2 separate regions of the Mus musculus genome follow, and region 1 is linked to region 2. Evidence: chromatin contacts called from public promoter capture Hi-C data. All regions are on one chromosome and are shown on one strand. The core of a region is the stretch at or near the end of the contact, and the rest is flanking DNA. Distances in the headings are between cores, read along the strand shown.

Region 1 (3,747 bases), core at 172-2,671, 130 kb before region 2:
TCCTAATACTCAAAAAGCCTATGGAAGACCAGGAGTCATCTCACTTAGGATGCGGACCTCAGGAATGGCTCAGAAAAGCAGCATATGGAGCCAACAAGGCCGGGCAACAAGAATGCATTTCTGGAGGGAGTTTGCTGACAGGAGAGTCTCAGCTAGGGATTTTCCTCACCCAGGAAAGGCATAAGAAAAGGCAGCCCTGGGCAACTGAGGCTGTAAAAGAAAGTTCTTCAGTCCCCTTCTCTGCGGAGAAGGGGAGGGACTTAGTGGGAGAAGGGGCTTGTGAGGAGGGGAGCTGCAACCGGGATGTAAAGTGAATGAATTAATGAAAAATATGAAATAATAAATTAATAAATAATAATAATTTAGTGGAAAATAAAGTACAAGGAGGACTGTAGGACCTTCAAAGCACCCTTTCAAGATCTAAAAATCATTATGTTCCATGTTAGTTTTCTAACCTAATATAACATGGCCTTATTTTTTTTCAGCTTATTCATTTAATGTTGTTTTTGACTGAAATTAAACTATCTTTAGTGGCAATAAATACTCAGAATTAAAAAATACATTTCAAAAAGGAAGTTCTTCAGAGAGCACGTAGTCCTTCACCCCTCAGGGAAAAGGTCCACCTGGCCAGCAGAGATCTGGAAGCTTTCAGCTCCTCAGACAGGAAGCAGTGACATCAGGCTTCTGCACTTGCTCAAGTCCTGAGAGACTGAGCTGGGGAAATGAGCCGGGGTCAGGGGTCAGGTAGGCTGGTCGGGCGGAAGGTGCTAGGTGGACGGGACGACAGCTAAGGAAACACGTCCAGCCCAGCAAGCCTATACATGGAGGCCTGAGAGTTGTGACGGGTCCATAGAAGGGAGGGTCTGCTTGAAGCCTCTGCAAGGAAAAGACTGATGCCAGCCAGTCAAAGCCAGGCCTACGTGGCTGTGAACAAACCCGAGACATCAGGAAAGACATGATAGATGTCTGGTAGGCAGATGAAGGCAGCAGTCAGTGACACAGGAGCTCTCTCACTGGACACACAGGACAAACTGAAGCAACAGACCTGCTGCTACCTTGGTACTGAAGGAGCCTCAGTTTCCCCAACTGTCACTTTCTAGTGGAAGATCACCTGGTCAAGCGGGGATCTGTCAAAAAACGGCTCCCTCAAGTGTTGGCAGTCATGTGTTGAGAGATGACAAAGGAAAGGCAAAGGAAAGACTGGGTTGGGACTGGGATGGAGAAACACCCACTGCTGGGGACAGTTGTCTTGATGGCAGCTGCAGCCTGGTGTGAGGAGGGTTAAGCATCTTGCAGTTCCCACCCGCTCTGGATCTGCTCAGTCCTCCCACGTTTACGTCTTCTGAAAAATATTCAGCCTGCAGTCTCATTTGGTGCTCCAGGCCCTCCCCCTCCCCCTCCCCCTCCTTTGGCTCAATGCAAGAGGAAGGTCAGGGAACTTTGGGAAACAGAAAACTCCAAAACTCCGGACTCTGGGAGAAGGGTCAGTGGGAAAAGGCGGGGCTTTGGGGACCAAGAGAGAGGAGAAAAGGGAGATGAGAGGGTGAGAGGGAACAACTGCCAGGGAGCTGTTCCAGGGACCACACAGAAAAAGGCCTCGCTAAAGCAACAAACCTGATCATTTTCAAGGTACCAGAAAGAGGCTGGGGATTTTGGATATGGAGGGAAGACCCAAAAGGAGGAGAAAATGGCTCAGAAAAAAGGCTATAGTGGACATAACCAGCAGGATTACTTCCCGGGGCTGTTGGCAGGGAACTCTAAAACTTTGTTGGCCCCAAAGTTTCTTTGGAAACAAGGCCTTGCAGAATGGGAAGGGCTAGTTGGATACCAATGGAAGGGGTACTTCAGAAAGGGGCACTTCTGTCCCTAGGAGTAGGTCAGGCCACCACCACCACAGCTCCAAGAACTAAAGCCCACACACCATCTTTGCAGAACCATAGGACTGAGGTGAAGCCATGAAGTGCTTGCTGATCTCCCTAGCCCTATGGCTGGGCACAGTGGGCACACGTGGGACAGAGCCCGAACTCAGCGAGACCCAGCGCAGGAGCCTACAGGTGGCTCTGGAGGAGTTCCACAAACACCCACCTGTGCAGTTGGCCTTCCAAGAGATCGGTGTGGACAGAGCTGAAGAAGTGGTTAGTGGTGTGATTGGGTAGAGAGTGGAGAGCTGCAGCCCTGGAGACCAGTGAATTCCCAGAAAGCTGTACTGGGAAAGGTCCCCAGCCTGCCACCCTCCTAGGCTGTGCCAGTTCTAAGTTAAGGTGTTGGGGAAAAGAAAAGGAGTAACATGCAGGAATTATCTGCTTGCCCTGTCTGTCTGTCTGTCTGTCTGTAGCTCTTCTCAGCTGGCACCTTTGTGAGGTTGGAATTTAAGCTCCAGCAGACCAACTGCCCCAAGAAGGACTGGAAAAAGCCGGAGTGCACAATCAAACCAAACGGGGTGAGTAAGGGGTTCTTGCTGATGGGACAGGCTGCCAGGAAAGGAACCAGAGTCCAGGGAAGCGCTGTGCCCATCACCAGGGACTGTCTGCAAGGAGGGGAGGGTGAAGGGAAGAGAGAAATTTCTCCATCAGAGTGGGTCCTCCTAAAGAAACTTCTCTATGGAGTTTATCCTGTATTCTGGCCACGATACACACAGTTCACTGAAGGGTTTCACAGTAATCAGTCACCCTAGGGTGACACTACTGCTATGGACTGACCTCGGGCTGGTGGTGCGGCACTTTTGAGTTAAAGTTCTTGTTCTCTGACAGTTTTGTGGGTTCACTGAAGGTCCTTGTCCCCTCCCTGGGGTTAAGGGAAGAGACTGGATTATACTGGTGATTTAGCAAGACTCTTGGTTTGTTCAAAATAAATCTCAAAGGAAAAATGTAGATATGAGGCCAAGGTGGTAAGGGCCCTGGCTGTGCAAGCTTGGGGACCTGAGTTTAAATCTCAGCACCCATATGAAAACATCTGGGTGTGGCTACAGAGGAGTATCCCTAGGCTTGTTGGCTGCCAGCCTGACTGTAGGTACAGTGAGAGATTGTCTGCCAATGGAATAAAGCAGAGTGAAGTGAGACGCATACAGGTGTGAGTACACACACACACACACCAGAGAGAAACAGAGACAGGCAAACACCATCTGGGGAAGATTCGTGCCTTTAAACATGTTTGCACATTAACGCAGGCACTTGTGAATACACCCACGTGGTATATTGCCCATGAGCAGTACACATATGCATGCTCACACAGGAATGATACCTGCACAGGTAAAGTACCATAGTCTGCAGGCAAGCCAAGGGTGGCATACACTTGAAATGCCAGCATAGGAGAAGTTAAAGCAGGTGAACTGCAAGTTCTAGACCAGTCTGGGCTACTTCTTGAGACTGTCCAAAGAAGAGAACTTCTAAAATCTCCTATGCCAGGGTAAGCTGCATGTCCATCTGGCTCGCATGTCACCTCGCCCCTTGGATGTAGTTATGTTTCTGCTGCTGCCATAAAATACCATGACCAAGACCAACTAATAATAGGAAAGGTTTATTTTGGCTTAGGGTTCCAGAGGAATAAAAGTCCATCATGGTGGGAGGCAGGGAGATGTGGATGCCAGCAGGCATGGTGGCCAGAGCAGGAAGCTGAGAGCTCACAGCCTTCCTCGTAAACAGAACGCAGAAAGAGTGAATTGGGAGTGGTTCGAGGTTTTAAAATCTTAAAGCCTGCCCCACTGACGTACTTCCTCCATCAAGGTCAAACCTTCAAAACCTCCCCAAA
Region 2 (3,888 bases), core at 153-2,652:
ATCCTGGTCACCAGTAGGCCTCCAAGGCCACTGGGCTGGAATGCGGCTGGACCGGAAACTCTGAATCCTTCTATTTCATAATGAAATGAGGTCCCACTGGGCATCCTGCATGGTCACCCCACCTGGTGCACCCCACCTGGCCTGGGGGTTCCTTCCTCTGGGCCTACTATTGGGCCTGGGACCAAAATAGGGCCAGTATGAGTTTCCCCAGTTGCTTCCAGATATCTAGGGTTGGTGCCTGGGAGTTGAGCAGTCCTGGGGAAGGGTCAGCATCTATTCTGGGCACAGTGTCCTTCTAACTTCTCTAACATTCTCACCTGGCCACTGTTCCTGCATATCCTACATACGTGGACTGCAGTTCTCAAAGCCCATTCTTGCACACAGAGAGGGACACAAACTCTGCTCCTAGCCATCTTTACTCAGTGAAGCAGCCAGTTATTAAAAGAGCCTTTTGCATCTTGAGTCACAGGACCTCCTGATCCTTCAGGTCGGTCTCCATTGCTCCAGATTTCACTCTAACTATCTGTAAATGTTGAGGACATCCCTGCTCCATCTTATAAGGCTAGCCTTGGGTCACTGCCCTGATTCCACAGGTGTCACTATCCTTGTGTCAGGGTGCCATTGTCAGGGACCGTGTCCTATCCAAGAGGGCCATTTAATGGCCTCCTCTTCCCAGACTCTCTCCCAGCAGCTCTGTTCTGCAACTTGGCTGACAAGGGAAGCTTGGACTGGGGAGAAATGTAACTTGGATCTGCCCTTTTCCCTACAGGGGCAGGCAGGCGGAAATGGGAGCCCATGGGAGTTTGAAGAAAAATCACAGGGCATGGAATATCCAGCCTAGATTTTAATTCCAGGGCTGGGTGAGGGTGTCTGAAGAGCAGAGGGGGATGGCTTAGGAGTACCTGCACCCATGAGCAGAAATGGTGGAAGTCTGGGGAGAGATCCACACCTAACGCCAGGAGGTTTTCTTACCCACGGACAACACTCCCCCGCCCCCGCCCAGCCCCGCCCCACCTCACCCCCTGCAGTTTCCATGCCTGTCCAGCGGTCTCAGTCGGGGACTTGGTTCCTTTTTCCCCATTTTCTACTTTGAGAGCCCTCTCTCTGCCCTCTTAGATTGGTTCTTAATCCTCAGTCTCCGCGGTGAGACTTGGATCGCGTCCTCCGGTCTGGGTGGATCCTGGTGGAGAGTTTTTTGACCGATTCTCCCAATCTCTGCTGGCCAGACAGTCTCCCGCGGGACCGCGGCGCTACCACTTACTCGGCTGCCACTGGCGATTTTAAAGACAGCCATACACACATTGCTCTCCTCCCCAAACACGCCCCCTCCTCTCCCTACTCCCCCCAACTCTTCACTACTACCACCACCACCCCGTTCCGCGCTCCACCTTTCTCCAGCTCCTCCCTCCTAGGCTGTGAGCACCCTCCCTTCTAGCCCGAGTGCCCTTCCTTCTAGCCTCTTCTTCTCCTTCCTCTCCCCTCTGCCCTTCCTCGGTCCTAAGCTCCCACTTTCCATCTCCACACTCCGGGCATCTTGCCCTCAGACCGTCACCTGCACCCAAGCCCATTAGTGCACCCTCCCGCGGCAGGTCTCTCGAAGACCCTCCGCTTTAGCCTGTGCCCCGGAGCAGTGTTCCCGCTTCCCGGGTTCCTCCCCCCGATCACCCGCAACGCTGCCCCACACCCTCTCCCTCCGCGTCTTTCCTTCCCCTCCCCGCGAAGTTTCAGGGCTGTCAGTCCCGGAGTCTTTCGGGCAGCCCGCACCCAAGCTGCAGGCAGCCGGCGCCATTGTGCAAACGGCCGCCCGGGACCGGAGGCCCGAGCGCCTGGGTCCCCGAAGCGGGCCGCGGCACGTAGCCGCAGGAGCCCGCCAGGTAAGGACACCCGAGACTCCCGGGCAGGCGTCTCCCCCGCCACCCAAACGGAGCTTTACAAGCCCTGCCGACCCACGGCAGGTGACAACCCCGAGGGAAGGGGCGCGCAGACGCGAGTGTGGGGGAGGGGGGGGGTCAGACCAGGAGGGAAGGGAGTCAGGAGGGAGGGTCCTGGCGCAGATGGGGAGACTAGGAAACTGGAGGGGAGGGCAAGGACTCGGGGAGGCCCGGTGGGAGCAGGTGGGAAGAGGGCGGGAGGGGCCTGCGGGGAGGATCCCCAGGAGCGGGAGTAGGGTTCCTCGGGATAGAGGAAGGGTCCAGTGCGAAAGGGCAGGAAACGGGCTCAGGGATGGGGCTGGTCGGGAGCGAAGGACGCTGACAGGTGAGCCTAGAGCAGGGCAGGGGGCCGGGACCCGGAGTGACTCCGGAGCTCTAACAGGGGCGGGGATTGGGGGGAGTCTAGTCAGAAGGAAAACTCCGGAGAGGGCGTGAAGTCAGTGGGGAGCAGAAATGGGCAAGGGGGCTGCTGAGAGGGAGGTGTGTTGGGAAGAAAGGGGTATGGGGAGGGGCAGAACGAGGGAGTAGGTCCAGAGAATGTGGGGTTAGCTTGGATTCCCCCCCCCAAGATGGGGGGCGTGAGACCTGGAAGCTAGGGAGCGGACTAGGAGGGGGAGGGGAAGAACAAGGCTGGGGACCGGGAGGGGAGAGAAGCGGAGCCGGAGCTTGCAGGGTAGGCAGAGGGGGAAGGGAGGCGGGGGCCGCTGAGGGGGGAAGGAGAGCAGCGGGAGGGAGGGAAGCAGAGGGGAGGCTGGTGTGGGGGAGGGGGAGGGAACTGAGGAGAGGAAAGAAGGAAAAGAAACCCGAGTGGGGGAGGAGAGGGGAGGGGCAAGCGGATGGGGGAGAGCAGCTGAGAAGGGGAGGGCGGGAGTGGGGGGGGGGAGGAAGGAAAAGAGGAGGGGGAAGGAAGGGAGGGAGTGTGCAGCCTGGGGAGGGGGTGGCGTGCGGAGAACTAGGCGGGCGGGCACAGGAGGAAGGGGGAGGGGAGCGCTGCCCAAGACTGCTGGTAGAGGAGGGTCGGGAGAGGCCGTAGCTGCTGAGGGCCGACTCGAAGGGGGCCCCTGGGGGTTGACCCGACGGGTGCGCGCAAGGGAGGAGCCAAAGGGGCGGGGCAAGAGGAGGAGCCCCAAAAGGCTGCCAGATTTGGTGGGGAGAGAGGGCGGAAGGCAGCGAGAGGGGAGGGGCAGAGGGAAGGCTGCCAGGGAAGGGGGAGGGGAGCCTGCTAAAGGAGGGGCAGAGAACCGGTTGGAAGTGGAGCTGAGAAGTGCAAAAATCGGGGAGTGTCCTGGCCTGGTGTGGGGGTTGTTCTCGCCCGGTTAGTCCTATGGGGGTTGTGAGTCTTTGAGGTAGGGGTTTAGGGAGAGGAAGTCAGAGTCATTTACTACCTCTGCAATAGCCCTTGTTCACCTCCTCCCACCCCCGTATCCCTAAAGTGTTACTGGTCCTCCAGGGCTGGCTCTCATTTCACTAGCTACTGCCCTAGGGGCTGAAGGGTCCACGTGTAGCTTCCCTCTCCCCATCTTGGTCCAGAGAATTAAGTGGTCCCTGTACTTACCCTGGCAAAGACACAGTGGGTGGTGAGTGACTGCTGATGGTTTGGGGACGGTTTTGAAGACTTGACAGGTGGGGACCAGGGCTGATATCCATTGCCAAGCAGAGTTTGCAGGAGGCTCCATGTGATTGGGTATTCATCTTCAGAGGCCTCTGTTCCCTCACCTGTGCCTAGGGCTTCACTTTGGAGTTCTTGGGGATAGCTGAGACCTAGCTGGAGGCCATCAGGAAGAATCTGAACAGGGCTGTCTTTTTAGGGTCTGTGGCCTGATCACCTAGGAGAGCCACTCCTGGTGGCCATGAGAGAGACCCTGGAGGCCCTGAACTCCTTGGGTGAGTGGGGGACAAAGGAACCAGGAGGGTGGGAGTTCCTAGGCATCCGAAGTGTAGCAGTGTCGTCCCTCAG

Evidence for each region. Capture Hi-C pulls out chosen DNA fragments and counts their contacts.
Region 1: a promoter capture Hi-C map of adipose tissue shows a contact between it and region 2. The contact joins the promoter of Rarres2 here to the promoter of Zfp467 in region 2. A contact is called at or near these places in 3 of 39 promoter capture datasets (cranial neural crest, embryonic stem cells and liver), 2 of 484 Hi-C or Micro-C datasets (liver and pancreatic cancer cells), 1 of 115 datasets of contacts at active chromatin or transcription factors (craniofacial prominence) and 3 of 9 other capture datasets (adipose tissue, liver and pancreatic islet).

Annotation. Positions count from the first base shown.
Region 1 is chr6:48,570,476-48,574,222 of GRCm38.p6, reverse strand. It overlaps Rarres2 (retinoic acid receptor responder (tazarotene induced) 2), which reads left to right and starts at 1,421. Exons shown (of 6, transcript NM_027852.3): 1 at 1,421-1,629; 2 at 1,933-2,135; 3 at 2,336-2,440. The coding sequence starts at 1,956. Lrrc61 (leucine rich repeat containing 61) reads right to left here. Exons shown (of 3, transcript NM_177736.3): 3 at 3,501-3,747.
Region 2 is chr6:48,443,339-48,447,226 of GRCm38.p6, reverse strand. It overlaps Zfp467 (zinc finger protein 467), which reads left to right and starts at 1,402. Exons shown (of 5, transcript NM_020589.2): 1 at 1,402-1,874; 2 at 3,740-3,815. The coding sequence starts at 3,782. It also overlaps a transcript of Sspo not described here.